Regions from separate parts of the Mus musculus genome. Here all the other regions are linked to region 2. The links are chromatin contacts, called in public HiChIP or PLAC-seq and promoter capture Hi-C maps. All regions are on one chromosome and are shown on one strand. The core of a region is the stretch at or near the end of the contact, and the rest is flanking DNA. Distances in the headings are between cores, read along the strand shown.

The links. Promoter capture Hi-C pulls out the DNA fragments that hold promoters and counts their contacts. HiChIP or PLAC-seq counts read pairs in DNA pulled down with a chosen protein or histone mark.
Region 1: a contact with region 2 is called in a promoter capture Hi-C map of pre-B cells, with 4 times the contacts expected there. The contact joins the promoter of AI597479 here to the promoter of Pantr2 in region 2. A contact is called at or near these places in 3 of 39 promoter capture datasets (the C10 cell line, pre-B cells and stem cell-derived epiblast-like cells), 2 of 484 Hi-C or Micro-C datasets (LSK cells and pro-B cells) and 4 of 115 datasets of contacts at active chromatin or transcription factors (DN3 thymocytes, embryonic stem cells and large pre-B cells).
Region 3: an H3K4me3 HiChIP or PLAC-seq map of embryonic forebrain shows a contact between it and region 2, with 6 times the contacts expected there. The contact joins the enhancer-like site here to the promoter of Pantr2 in region 2. A contact is called at or near these places in 9 of 39 promoter capture datasets (the 3T3-L1 cell line, cranial neural crest, frontonasal cranial neural crest and 5 more), 3 of 484 Hi-C or Micro-C datasets (cortical neurons, embryonic stem cells and nephron progenitors) and 9 of 115 datasets of contacts at active chromatin or transcription factors (craniofacial prominence, differentiating embryonic stem cells, embryonic basal ganglia and 6 more).

The regions. Positions count from the first base shown.
Region 1 is chr1:43,097,040-43,102,105 of GRCm38.p6, forward strand. AI597479 (expressed sequence AI597479) reads left to right here and starts at 1,671. Exons shown (of 4, transcript NM_133818.1): 1 at 1,671-1,823; 2 at 3,676-3,842. The coding sequence starts at 1,725. It also overlaps a transcript of Tgfbrap1 not described here.
Region 2 is chr1:42,711,931-42,716,265 of GRCm38.p6, forward strand. Pantr2 (POU domain, class 3, transcription factor 3 adjacent noncoding transcript 2) reads right to left here and starts at 1,524. Exons shown (of 4, transcript NR_110495.1): 1 at 1,425-1,524; 2 at 273-375. The region is part of intron 1 of Gm46091 (predicted gene, 46091); the gene reads left to right.
Region 3 is chr1:42,230,619-42,235,665 of GRCm38.p6, forward strand. No RefSeq gene overlaps it. Among named protein-coding and RNA genes, the nearest start is that of Gm28175, 25 kb to the right of the region's middle. Within about 2 kb of position 2,788, at least 18 of the 459 cell types and tissues checked have an H3K27ac peak or open chromatin away from gene starts, as enhancers often do. A contact at or near this core is called in craniofacial prominence, embryonic basal ganglia, embryonic forebrain and 1 more, where this site is marked.

The DNA.
Region 1 (5,066 bases), core at 421-2,920, 390 kb after region 2:
GTGGAAGCAACTGGAGAAGCATTTGACATATTTTAGGTGCAATCTTTACAACAGGGTGAGACAAGAATAATTTTATCTCAGAGATTAAAAAGCTCTAAGGGAGAGGAATCGGGCCCTCAGTGGTCCTGGGAATCATCCATACCTGGGCTACTTAAAAACTGACCCCCTTGCCCCTTCTTAGAGTTCTATGATCAGTAACTTTCTAATATCCCTCAGTGCTTCACAAGTACACATACCTCATGTATAATCCTTATTTCAATTATTCTTCAGCAGTTTCCTGAAGAAACTGGCGTGAGACCAGCTCAGCTTACCCAGTGAAAACTGGGTTTGGTTGTAAGTTCAAGTTTCCTGCAAAACAGCTACTCTAGCAACTAGTATAACCTTATAGTGAAGGAAATGGAGCCAATGATGCCATCCATGCCAGACTCATTATTATACGACAATATAAAGGTTAATTTGAATATATACTAGCACAATAATGTTACAAAGCTAAGGCATTTAATCCCATTTGAGAACATTTGGCCCAGCTTTAAGACTTGTCCTTTCAGGGAAGGTCACTTAGATCAGCTTTCCAAACACAAAAATAAAAGGACTGGATTGAATATTTTTAAGCACTAACATTAAAATTTCCTCCCAGCTCTGTAATTGTTTCTTCCCTGAAAGCATCACATAAACTGGAAAATTTTACAAGATGTCTCTCATTACTAATTTAACATCTCATTTATTTTTCAGCACTCTTTCAAGCATATTTTTGGTAGACTCCTAGTAGTTCATATTTTCATAAACAATGCAACAGTTTCCAATAAAACGATACATTATAGAGCATACAAACTATGCTCTCATAACAGGTATGAAGTACAACCTTTTAATGTGCAAAAACTTGAGGACTCTGTCTCCTATGAATGATGAAAGAGATTTCTCACACAAATACTAGAATATAGTTGAAGCCTACAATATTTTGTTAAAGTAAAAACCACGACTTCATTGTAATTATTAGTAAGCGCAAAGGCAGTTTGCTTGGTTCCTGTCACTGCCAGTCTGTGATCTCCAATTATCCGTCCTATTGCTCATTTTCCTCATACCAGAAACAAGCATTCTAGTAGCACATCAGGCTGATCTGGGGAGTAGTGTAACAGTCGCTGGACTGGCGCTACTACTTTCTCTTATTATTTCCCACACGTAAGCTGGTCGGTTTAAAGATCTTTCCAGGGAACAATACTTGATGCTTACCATGTCCGAGGAGAGGGGATTACAGAGTGTTATTTGGGCTTACTTTATGTAGAAGGGAGATTAGGCAATAAACGATTGAGACATTGTAAAAAGCGAAAAGAAGCATGGCTTCAGACATGACAATGCCATCTGGGGTCACAGCTGTCTGCCCTCTTGTTCCATTCTGTCTCTCCACGCAGTCGGGAGAATCCCTGAGGCCTCTGCCATGGGACGTCACAGGGGGCGGGACCAATGGCGGCCAGCTCGCGTTGCTTAGCCTCCGGTGCTTTCGGCGCAGCCCGGGCAGGACTCTGCTCCGCTCTCAGTCCCAGTTCGTCCTCTTGGCTGAGGTGCGTCAGCCGAGTCGGCCAGCCATAAACTCTACTCTCTGGGAAAAGCATCGCGTCTCGGGCGCGCTGAGTGACACCAGAGTCCCGCCCCCTCACGTCACTTCCGCGACGCTTCCGCCGCAGTGCCTTGTGGGAGGCCGGCCAGGGGGTCTCCTGGCGACAACCATGGCGGGGGATGTGGGCGGTCGCAGCTGTACGGACGCGGAGCTGCTGCTGCACCCTGAGCTGCTATCCCAGGAGTTCCTCCTCCTCACCCTGGAGCAGGTGGGGCGCTCGGGCCGACCGAGGACGGACGGGCAGCCGGGGACAGGCAGGCCTGCGGGAGGCTCGTGGCCGCTCCCCGCCCACACTGATCGGATGGGGCTTGCCTCCCTTGATCCCCAAAGGAAGCCTCCAGAGAGTGACTGGAACCCCCGGGAAATCCTCTAGAGCTCGGAAAGGGTGTGACAGACGACCTCCGCTGCCTGTGTGCAAGCAACGGCCTGCGGAAGAGATAGACTAGAAGAACAGACCGGGAGGGAAGAAGTCTGGGGCAATCAGGGCTGGATCCAAAACATCTGAAAATTAGTCTGTTAGGTAGCTTCTCGCCTCTCTTAGAGACAGACACTCGGGTCTCAGAGAGATGGACCTACTTCTTAAGATCATTATCAGGACACAGTAACCGTTTGGAGAACTTAAAGCACCTAGCTTTCCAGGTGGTGCATGCACCCCCCCCCGCCCCCCGCCGCCCCTGCGGTGTGACCTAAGATAATAGCAGATCATAAAAGAAAAGTGTGATGTTTTATTTAAAATGGCAGAACTGCTGAAAGTTTCTTTAGAGTTTTATGTGGCACGTTTTGTATTCCATGTGGTTTTGCCCCCCCAGTACCGTATCTTTCTCTAATTTCTTGAAGTTCTCAGTCACTATTTTAATAATGACTTTTAACCTGTGATTCTCAATCTTTTACTCACACCAGGATAATCAAAGGCTTACTAAAACATGTTATTGAGCCCCATCATCTGCTTCTCATTAAGTTCGTTCCAAATGTGCCCTGATACTGTATTTTAACGAGTTCTTGCTGATGACCCAAGGACAGCACTTGTAAGCACTGCTGCCAGAAGGCAGCCCCTTCAGTGCCATCCAAGCAGATGACATCCTCTGGGAATGTTGTCCAAGTGTATTCAGATACTCCCATCCCAGAGTAAATGCAAGTTGAAAGCCAGCAATATACTGTATGAAAGAGGAATAAGATGATTCAACAACTTAAAAATGAAATCAAACTAAACAGCTGGCATTGTTTTTGTTTTTTTTCCATTTTTGCAAAGCATACGTTTCCCCAATTTTTCCTGTGTGTTTTTGCAATATTGTGCTCCAAGATGTTGAGACAGAACTGGGATATGAGAGAGAATAAGTTATTTAAGTTATTTAGGCATATAAATATATATATAAATATGCCTAAATGGTTGGACTGTGAATTGAATGGTGAAAATGCGGTGGGGCAGACTGCTAATGGTCTATTGTTACTGTCATCAGAATGGAGAGTTAAGTTTTCTTCTGCAGTAGTGCTGTGTGTGTGTGTGTGTGTGTGTGTGTGTGTGTGTGTGTGTGTGTGTGTTTTGGAGGTGGGGGGGGGGTCTCCATAATAAAGCCAGTACTTGGTGTACTTAAGGCACTGGGTTCAGACACCAGCACCAAGACAAAACAAATTCAGGCACCCACCACATTAAAGGAAACATGAGACATAAACACAGACTGAGACTGAGCTCCTACTCCACCAGTGTAATGGTCCGACTCAGTAGCTGCTTTTTTTTAATCTGTTTTTCTCAGGCAATGTCCCATTTTTATTTAGATTAAGAAGGTAGTGAGGTGGTGGAATATATGCCTAAATGGACTCTACTTCTGGACTTGGCCAGCAGTCCTCTCAGTGAGGGCACGTGGTCACTCTAAGATGAAGCTGAACTTGATAGAATTTAATGGGTCTTTAATACCCTATCTAATAATACAGTTTGGCTCTTAGTGAGTGTGAAAGTAGCTTTATAATTTACTCAAGCATAACGCTTTCACCGTGTTACATGGCTAGGCAGCTTTTAAATGAAAGATGGCGTTTTGAAGTTATTTTTGTTTTCTTTCACACAGAAGAACATAGCAGTTGAAAATGAAGTAAGGGTAAACAAAGACAACCTTACCGACCTTTACGTCCAGCATGCCATACCGTTGCCTCAGAGGGATTTGCCAAAGAATAGATGGGGGAAGATGATGGAGAAGAAAAGAGAGCATCATGAAGTGAAAAATGACACCAAAAGGTACTTTTTTTTTGTGGTTGATAATCTAATCCTTTGTGACTAAAAGGGTTTTTGGTTTGGGTTTTTTACCCCCACTAGGTAAACTTAGGCTGGGAAAAAAAAGTCATTTGTTTGGTCTCTGAGGATGAGCACCAGGTACTATGATTGTGGGTGACACTGACGTCCCTCTTCTCATGCTTTAGTGGAGAGGAACTGTAAGAAGTAGAGCTGTGCCCTGGATTCCACACTGAGAGAGTCTGGGTCAGCAATGTGTCTGTCACACATCAGTCCAGGAATGGAGACAGAGGGAGGTAAAATACCTTCTGTGAACGAACTTGGGATGGTGGGATCAAGTGAAGCTTGTGAATTTTGAGGATTTGCCTTTACTCTGAGATGAGAAACTATGAGGTTTTAAGACATCCATGGCCCTACATGATGACATATTTTTTAATTAATTAATTAATTAATTTTTTACCCTCCATATTTAATCCCCTCTCCAGCCTCCTCTTGAGCTGGATCCCACTTTGGGCCTGTCACTGAACCTTCTTTTCTCTCAGGCCCCTCTCCATTTCCATCCCTGTAATTCTTTCAGACAGGAACAGTTATGGGTCAGAGTTGTGACTCTGGGATGGCCCCCTCTCCCTCATTTGGTGCCCTGTCTGCCTGCTGGTGGTGGGCTCTATAAGTTCCCTCTGCCTATTGTCAGGCATTTCATCTAAGGTCCCTCCCTTTGAGCCCTGAGAGTCTCTCACCTTCCAGGTCTCTAGTGCATTCTGGAGGGTCACCCAAACCTCCTATCTCCCAAGGATGTCTGTTTCCATTCTTTCTGCTGGCCCTCAGGACCTTAGTCCTTTCTCCTCACCCAATACCAGATCAGGTTCCCCTCTCCCCCGCCCCCCTTTCCCTCCCAGGTCCCTCCCTCCTTCCCCACTTGTCATTGCTTTCTTCTCCCTCCCAAGTGGGACTGGGGCATCCTCACTTGGGCACTTCAGTTTGTTGACCTTTTTGAGTTCTGTGGAATGCATCTTTGGTATTCTGTATGGTTTTTGTTTTTTTTTGGGGGGGGGGTCTTTTTGTTTTGTTTTATTTTAGCTAACATCCATTTATTAGTGAGTATATACCATGCATGTCTTTTTGCATCTGTGTTACCTCACTCAGGATGATATTTTCTAGTTCCATCCATTTGCCTGCAAAACTCAAGATGCCCTTATTATTTTTGTTTGTTTGTTTGTTTGTTTGTTTTGT
Region 2 (4,335 bases), core at 274-2,773:
ACCACTGCTCACCTTGCCTCTTTCCTAGAGGCGGAAGAGCCTTTCTTTGTAAGTTGCTCCGTTTTTCTTACTGTGGACAGCAATTTAATTTCCTCCTTTGCCCCAAGCCTTGCACACACAACTGAGCAGGGATTTCCACTTGGGGATAACAAGAGGCTGGCATGGAGACAGAGGGAAGTGGTGGACAGCCTCCTGGAGGTAGCCTTAAGACTGGTAAAACTTCTCTGATACTTTCCCCTCTCCAGACAGCCACAGTCTCAGGAAAGACTCACCAAATGCCATGTCAACCCCGGAGCAAAAAGAACGTGGAAAACGTAGCACTAGTTCTTCATTTTCTCCTTAGCTGTTGAGTTTCACTTGTTCCTCTCACCCCATCTGTGGTAGAAGTTAAAACAACTTGTCCTTTTAAATAGATTTGGGTTTTCAGCATTACTAGAGTACTGGGAGAGAGTGCTTGCCCCAATTCCACATCCAAACCAAGTCGGTTGTAACCAGCCATCTTCAATTATGCTCTCCATAACTCGACAGAATCAGGAATCAAGGTACCATTAGGTACAAGAAGCAACAAACTTTACTAAAAGAAACAAATATAATATTGACCACGGATACATACAAACTCCCTGAAATATCATTTCTACTCTTCTTACTTCTTGGGGACAGGGGTAGGAAGTGGAGTGGGGAGGGATGGTGTAAAAATCTTAGCTGGTTTGAAAAATAACTCGATCATATTGTCTGAGTTTAAAGTTCTCAAGTCTAATCATAAGTAATAAAGTTGTTAATAGTTGTAATTGGTTTCATTGCTCGATGTAACTGGTGTTTTATTTGTGACCCAACTAAGCTTTGTAGCAAAGTACAGGTGGTTCAGAATCCATAAAAGGGAAGTTATTCCTTCTCAGGCAACTTTTCCCAATAGAAGGCAAAGTGAAGACGGCTGTCTCACACATTATCTCCTCTGCTTTGCTTTTTTTTTTTTTTTGAACACTATAGATCTAGGTTTTAATTTCTCTAGATGTGTGTGTGTATGTGTGTGTGTGTGTGTGTGTGTGTGTGTGTGTGTGTGTGTGTGTGTGTTTGATAGACCTGAAGATGCGTGGCCATCGTGCGTGGGCTCTTGAAAGCAGAGAAGAAACTCAATGTACTCAATGTACACAGAAAAGAACCGCTTTGCTAGCTAGATCAAATGCCCGACCAAGTTCACTTTCCATCCCTTCGCTGGAAGAGGGTCACCCACTGAAAGCGAAAGCTCCGGGGATTTGAGAGGGGCAGCAAGGACGGCTTAGCTTCCTAGGCCTTCTCCCAGTACTCTCTCTTCACACCCCGCTTCAGAGTACTTCTCAGGACTTCCTAATCCGAGGTGCCCACTACGGACTAGCTTCCCCGCGCTCTCCTCAACTCTTACTGGCTCCGCCGCACCCTGGACTCACCCCACACAGTCGGTCCGCTCCATCCAGACTGGAAACAGGTCTGAGTCGGGCAACGCTGGAAGCCACATCTCATCAACACCAATCCACACCAGTCGCCTAGATCTAGGCTGCAGAGAAGCCCGCGACACGCTGCCAATGATGGTGGGGGCAGGGAGGCCATGAAGAACCGCAGCCTCCAGCTGGGTTGCGGCTTTCTTATGGAAATGACCCGCGCTGGCCTACTGGACTCAAGCGGGTTCCATAGTCCCGCACCCCATCTCTCCAAAGCTTTTCCTCCCGCAAACCCTCATCCTCCTCATCCTACCGTGGCTGAACTGGTGGGGGATGAGCTAGAGCTACGCCCCGGCCGCAGAGCGCGGGCCGGGTCTCCCCTCGGCCCGACGGGCTCCAGCTCCGCATTAAATATTCATAGCAATCGCTACTTTCTTAAAGGGGAACCCGCCGCGCGGGAAAGTTCCCAGCCAGGGGGACTCACAAAGGAAGGTGTCTGCTCCCTCCGGTCCTAGGGGTAACCGGGCACACAGCTCCTGAACACTTGGGCGAACAGGGAAGGGAAGGGAAGGGAAAGATCAGAGTACCCGCTCGCCTACAGTCAAGACACTTCCTAGAGACTGCGAAAGAAGAGATATTTGGAAAGCTTTGGAAGCCCCGATCACTCGTCGCATAATTATTTAAAAATAAGTGGTCACATCTAATGCTTCAGGGTTTCCAGGGCCTTTCATTAGTTTCTTTCATTTTATAGTTTTAAAAGGACGGTGGTTTGACTTCATTCAGGCGTCATCCGCCCGGGGACCAGAAAGTTTGCTCTGTATTGCTTGAAACATGCACTCGGGGAACTTAGAAACATCACTTTGAGAGCCTAAAACAAAACCTGCACCTGTCCCATGGCTGATGTGCAGAGCTGGAGCTTGAGAACTCAGAACCCTTGTGGGGGTACTCGTGGGGAGAATTGGTCTGAACCCCAGCGCCACTGCTCAATTCCAGGCCTCTTTCTTCCAGAGCACGGAGGGCCTGCATAGATGTGCAGTCCTCGGCCTTCCGGAGGCCGAAACCCATCTGCCAACTGCTCAGCAGGGACCAGGAGAAAAGCGGAATGGGAAAGGAAGAGGAAGCAGAGAAAGTTCTGGGCCCGCTGCGGAGGAGGCCCTGCCTGGGATGCACCCCCGCCCGGGGCCAGCTGACCCGTGACCGCTCCTCCTGGTGCCAGGCGACGCCCGCGCCCTGGTGTGCTTTCACCCCCACATCCCCCCCCCCAGCCCCCCCCCCCCCCCCCCCGCTCACGCCCACTCCACACTCTCTCTCTCGATAAGGCTCTTTTTGTTCCGGACCAGGAGCACTTTCACAAATGGTTAGAAAGTCTTGAGCGCCATCTAACGGGAACAGCAAAAAGTTGAAAGTGGGTGGAGGTTAGGACCTGTGAGGTGCCCAGGCTGGGCTCCGGAGAGTCCTTTCCCCAACTCTATCCACACTCTCAAGCCTTGACTTCCCTTCTCTTACTCTCACAACTCTCGTCCCCTAGAACTCCAGACTTGACCACTCTCGCAGGCTCACCTTTCCAGAGCCCTGGGGCAGTTGTAGGCTGCTTCTTGGACCTTCTCTTCCACTCCTGGTAGGACTGCTTGCCAGGTTCCCTGGTGTCACACCTGCCTGAATAGGGTTCTGGTATCATTCAAAGTCTTTATGGTTTTCTTTTGGGCCTGAGATGGGAAGTCTCATGAATTCGCATGAGGTGCGCTGGTTTTCTGAAATGAAAACCCGTGAGCCTAAGCTTTTGCAGACAGAAGGAAGCAGAAGAATAAAGGTAATAGCAACCACTTCAAAGTGTGCAATCTAGAGATTTAGCCTAGCAGTGGGTCTAGAAGAGCTGAAGCCTTTATCCAGGGAGAAAGGTGTGGACTGAAGCGCTGCCCTGGGGCTTGGGAGGGGCCAGTCTAGTGGAGTCTCACAAGTGGTATTAGTCAGGAATAGCCTTTGGATGTCCTGGGCAAGCCACACTGCCCCAGCCAGGAGGTGTAGCTCAGGTAGCGTCATGTGATAGGCATGTGATAGATGCAACAGGTACCTATGTACTCTCTCTGCAAGACAGAAGCCCAGGACAGACCAAAGTAATGATTGCCACACTGTCTAATTTGGTGAATCAACGAGTCTCTTTTTTGAAAAAAAAAAAAAACATAATGGGGTTACTAATAGGAGTATAGGTTAGGTGTTAATTAGATGGCACAGGGGTGACTAAAAAGCAGTGATGCCACAGGAAGCCCACTCCTGACATGAGACATCTGAAAACTAACCATTGCAGCTTTCTCTGTAGCTGTCAGTCATCTCCAAGTGGGAACTTCTCTTTCTAAGTTTGTCTAGTCGCTCTCTACCAGCCCTGCCAACTCTTTACACTTCCCATCTTACGCCCCCCACCTTTATTGTTAGAAGAAGACCTCACAAATCCTTCAGGTTTTTGTTTCCCTACATATGACCTTTTGTTTACCTCCTGATGGTCTTGAGCCTTGCCTTCTCTCCTGAAACAAACGTTTCAACTTGGAGGGAACATACCATACAGCAGGGGCCCCTAGTAGTCTCTCCCCCAAGGGTTCCTAGTCCATGTGAAAGTCAAGGGTCCTGTGTCCTGGAAGGTCCAAACTGGGGCCCTCCTAATCAGGACAGAATAGCCTGGAAAGTATCCTGGAGAACATGTAGGTGGGTGGCAGAAAGACTTGAGCAGATGAGCAATCAGGGAGAGAAGGGAGAAGAGGTGACTCCCAGGTCCAAAACCATCCTGCAGCTTTAATAGCTGCTCTGGCCCCTGAGGTTTAACAGCACAGGGACCTACCTATCTCCACAACTCAAGTACAAACAAACGAACAAATGCCTACAGGCAGCCACAAATCTGTGGCTGGTCCTGGGCTGGGGTCTGAGCTGC
Region 3 (5,047 bases), core at 1,538-4,037, 480 kb before region 2:
GAGGACTCCGAGCATAAAACACATGCAGTGTGGACGCACGGGTGTAAGATGTGTACACAAAGGACCAAACGGAGAAAATTGAGAGGGAGCAGACGTAGAAGCTTCCAGGAAAAAGGAAACTTCGAGCCAAGTTTGGAAAGAAAAGAGGGGTATGGGTTGGCAAAGTCTTTGCACCCAGCCATCTTGCCAATCAACAAATGCTCTCTGTCCAAGGCGGTTCCCAAGGCAAGACATCATGAGCGCGCGGGAGTGTGTGCACAGCTCCAGCCGGACGCCCGCCCTCCATGCAGGCAAAGCGCGAGACGAGCCAGCCTCCATCACAACATGGCTTTGACAAGTGGCCAAAGAAACGCACCAGTAGAGTATAAGGTGACCTATTCCAAGGGAGGAAAGACGGAAACTTCATAAAGATGAGCAGAGTTCTATGGACGTTCCAACCCTTTCAGTGTAACTATTTCTTACCATTATAAATTATTTTCATGCCCCTCGTACACTACAGCGTGTTTTTTCCCACTTCCATATCTGGGTTTACAGATGCTCTATAGTCAGTCCCTTTTTGTATCCTCCCTCTTTTCTGTGTTCTCATGCCCTTCCCCCAATCTTCCCATACTATACCAAAAGACAAATGAAAATAAACAAACAAATACGGGAAGCCTCTACCCTGGAATGACTCAAAAGTCTGCACTATTAAGACACTGAGCGTGACTGGCTGCTTTCCAGGTGGCTCTGCAGGCTGGTAAATAGTTCAATTAGCCTCTCTGCCTCTCTCTCTCTCTCTCTCTCTCTCTCTCTCTCTCTCTCTCTCTCTCTCTCTCTCTCTCTCGTTGAATTTGCCAAGTGTATATTGCATTGTTGGAAAGAGGCAGGGCCAAATTAGCCTAGCAACATCCCTTTATAAAGCTCCAGTGACTGTGACACCTGAACGTAGCCCAAAGGTCACTGTCCCCAGGCCCTGTGGGGACCACAGACAACACAGCGCACTTAGTCTGCTGCACCAGAGGATGGCTAATAAGTGGTGTAGGTGAAGACCCGTGAGAAGCACCTAGGCATACTGCCCATCCAAGCAGAAGACAGTGTCGGATGGCAACTGTCACCAGAGCCCTGGAACAAGGAGAGGGACGGGCAAGGAGAGCTGGGGGGACAGGGCCAGCCAGAAAGTACACTCTTCCAACCCAGTTAGGTCTGAGCAGTCTTAAGAAAGGCTCAAGTCTTTCTTTAAAACAATACAATCACTAAAAATGTATAAGCCAAGAGATCCGTGTGCTATAATTAAGTTCCTCTTCTTCAGCACCCTTCCTTCTAGAGTTTGGCTCTGGTCCCCTCTTCTTCTAAGAAGGTTTAGACACACAGCCTCCATCTACCCAACACACTCTCCCCAAGGATTCCTATGATCTATACTATATTTATGTCGATTTGTGGCCCAACCAGACATAAACAGTGTCAGAGAGAACAAATGGAAAGTGGTGTTCTGTATGGAGCACTGTACGCAGCCCCGACATAATTCACAGAGCCTTGGTTGAAACTTGTTGCAGGGCCCTGAGAACATACAGAAAGCAGGACATTCATGCCATAAGATAAACACATTCAGTCTGTTGTCTGCTTCAGGAACACATTTATTGGTGTGGGCTATGTGATACCGATGTATTCATTACGTTTTGGCATTTACAATATACAGTGTTTCTCTGTTTGGCTCATTACAGCCTTCGTACTAATTAGGTAAAAGAAAATACTGTTTGCAAAAATACTTTTTGGGGGATTACATTTATCCAAGAATATTATGTATCACAATTTTAAAAACATTAAGTCTAGAAGCATTAAGTCCCAACATTTCCATATAATTATTTTGGTTATACCCTAGAGAAGATATTTAAATGTCTCTACCCTATGTGTTGGGTTTGTGTTTCTTTCCAAAAGAGAACCCTGTCAAACAATTAGGAAGCTGAAATAAGAGAAAATATTCTTGGTTGCTAAATTGGAGGGGAAAAAAGTTGCCCCAAGATAAAAATCCGTAATGTAAAATTGTAGTTTGATTTGGGTGGTTTGTTTTTTATGACATTATGGGGACTTTTTTTTTTTTTAATTTTAAGCATAAACTCATACAACTCAATTATCTTGATATTTGCATCTGAGCAAATCAAAATACTGAGCTTCTATGCGGTGGTTTTTCCGTGGACTCGGGTCTGTGTTTTTGTAATTTCTGTGGTACTAAGAAGGGATTGGCTCTGAATGCCGACGTGCCTTGTGTCTTGAGCAGTGATTCCACACATGTTGAATCAGGAGGTGAACTGTAGACACGGGCAAAGTTAAGCACTCAGCTAGCAGCTACTGGCAGAATCAGAAAGCCCTCCAAAGCCCCAGCTTTTCAAGTGTGTCCTCCTTCAGCCTGAAAGACAGTGGACTTAGGAGAGCTCCTGGCTTCTAGCTGGGTCTACCTTCATCAGGAACAACAACAAAATAAAGTAAATTTTAATTTCAATAGCAAGTCTTCACCCTCTTAGTCCACACCTATGTTCTTGTAGATAACATCTACCTGTAAGCCAGTAAGTAGTAAAATAGAATATTGGACTAATCCATCATCCATCTTCACTTGTATTTTCTTTTTTTTAAAAAAAATGGGGGGGGGGGGAATGAGAGAGGGAGAGAGAGAGAGAGCATAATCAAAAGCCTAGATGACAAAGAGTTGACAGTCAGGTTCTCTGGTAAATGATTCCAGAGTCGCTGGCCTGCGGAGCCGCTGAGGAAGTCCCCAGCAGACCTGATTAATTCCAGTCTCTCCAGCTGCCAGGGGAGCAGAGGGTAAGCAGTCTCGCAGAGAGGAGCCTATTACCACTACGAGGCTGAAATAGATCTAATCAACTCACAGCCGCTCAAAAGAAAACTTTACAGGTGCAGCCTGCTCAGGCACTGCTTTAAAACGATGACTACAAAGGACCGTGGGAGTCTGAAAGCGTTTAGTCTTTATTGCAGCTCAAGGAAATTTTCTGCTGTGGTTAGGCCATGCTAATTTACTGAACATGACAAAGCTTCCCAGACCGTGTGACATCATTTGTTTAAAGGCCCCAGTGCTCACACTAGTATATTTCCAATATTACTTTTTTTTTTTCTTCAAAAACAGTTAATTTGTTGATATTTCATCTGTGTTTGGGCTAATTACATGCCCCATTATAAATGTCTGGACTAACCTACTCTAACATTTAATTTAAACAACAATGCTCTGTAATTTGTCATGGTGCTCCCAAAGTGAGAAATGTTGCAACTTTGTTCTCTGGGCAATTGGAGATTTATCAGTGCATCTTAACAGAGGTCTCTAACGGAAGGAGACCCCTAAATGCTGATGCTATGACCAAGGCTCTGAGTCAAAGCTAAGTGAAGCACGCAGCAATTTGTATCATAGTGGAGGCAAAATGGTCAGAACTAATCAATACCATATCAAAGGTACGAATTTGCAAAAAATATATATATTCCATATTCTGTGCTGGATTGTTTAACTACCTCCTTTTTAATGGAAAATAGACAGAGGAAAATTATTAAGGCCAGATTGAAACCAAATAACCATTTGTCTCTCTGTCTTTCTCTTTTTTAATCTTTGTAAAGACTTACAGAGGTAAAAATCTGCTTTTGTTTAAGTAATCAGGATTTGGAAACGCTCCATGAGTAACAAGATATGTTGTCCAGAATGCTGTGTGTGACAGCCGACATGCGCACACGCACTTAGAAAATATATCGATTACTAATGAATTCACTGATCACGCCACCAAAAGAAATTAGAGGAGAATAGTCAAATCATCAAATTTAAGTTAGTTACAGATGATGAGTTACAAACTGCATAAGGAATTTTATGTCAGAAGATGATACATCAGAGCTCAGGAGACAAAGAGACAAAGTAAGAGATTAAATTTTAGAAGTAATTTAGATTAAATTGCAGAATTTTACAATCACTTTTGGGCTTCTCCATTTAAATACTGTTGTAACTGCCATTCTAAGGTTAAGGGACCTGGTCAGGTGGGAGGTGACTGAGCAGCCTCCTGGGCACACACAACAGGATCAGAAGCAATAAGGTCATGTGTTATTCCAAGATGAATCAAATCTCAAGATTCCATTCTAGTCTAAGCTACCAGTTTAGAAAACTCATGCTTGCTGGTAAGTATGAGCAGAGAACTAGGCTAAACAATGCCTAGTGAAATCGTTCTTGTTACTACTTGAATAATAATAACATTATTCATTTGCACTGAGTTCTTTTCTCTTTTTCATTTTTAGGATTTATTTGTGTTATTTTATGTGTATGAGTGTTTTTCCTGAGTGTATGTACGTGCACCTCATAGGAGCCTTGTACCTGAAGAGGTTGTCAAAAGATATGGAGCTTCTTGTAACTATAGTTACAAGCTCTTGAGCTTGTAACAACTTGAGGTTGTAAGCTCTCAAGTGGGTGCTGGGAACCGAATCCCAATCCTGTCCAAAAGCAACAGGCGTTCTTCATCACTTGGCCCACTATCCAGCCCCTTGTATTAAGTTCTTGACAGTCGATTTTGTTCCTTAAAATAGAATTTTGAACTATTTGACTCACCCTGGAGTCAGCAGTGTCTGATTGGGAGGTATCTGACATCAGCATATCACCTTTGCTTCAGCTGTATTCATGAACTCTGTCAAGGGTTCAAGCTGATTTTGTGTTTAGGTCAACGAGACATTTCCTGTGAGATTTTCAGTTGTGTCTCAGCCAGGTGAAATGTGGGTGCCAAGAAGCCAGCAGCCATCCAAAATGGCATATGAAGGTGTGGGTCTAAAGAGCTGAGCAGGTTAGTCCCCAACACAGCAGTGGCTTTCTTGTTGCCACAGCATACCAAAGGCCAGATTTATGTCTGTCATTTTCAAAGTGACAGTTGGTTCCTTGTGGCCTCAAATGTGCAAGCAATTAGACAGCTGTGCATAGAATTGGTCTGACATGCCCGTTTTGTTCTTCCAAAGAGAAAAACTATCTTAAAAAAAAACTGGAAGGATGAATTTGTAACAATATAGTTTTAAGATACAATGTTTTATAACACTGTAGAAT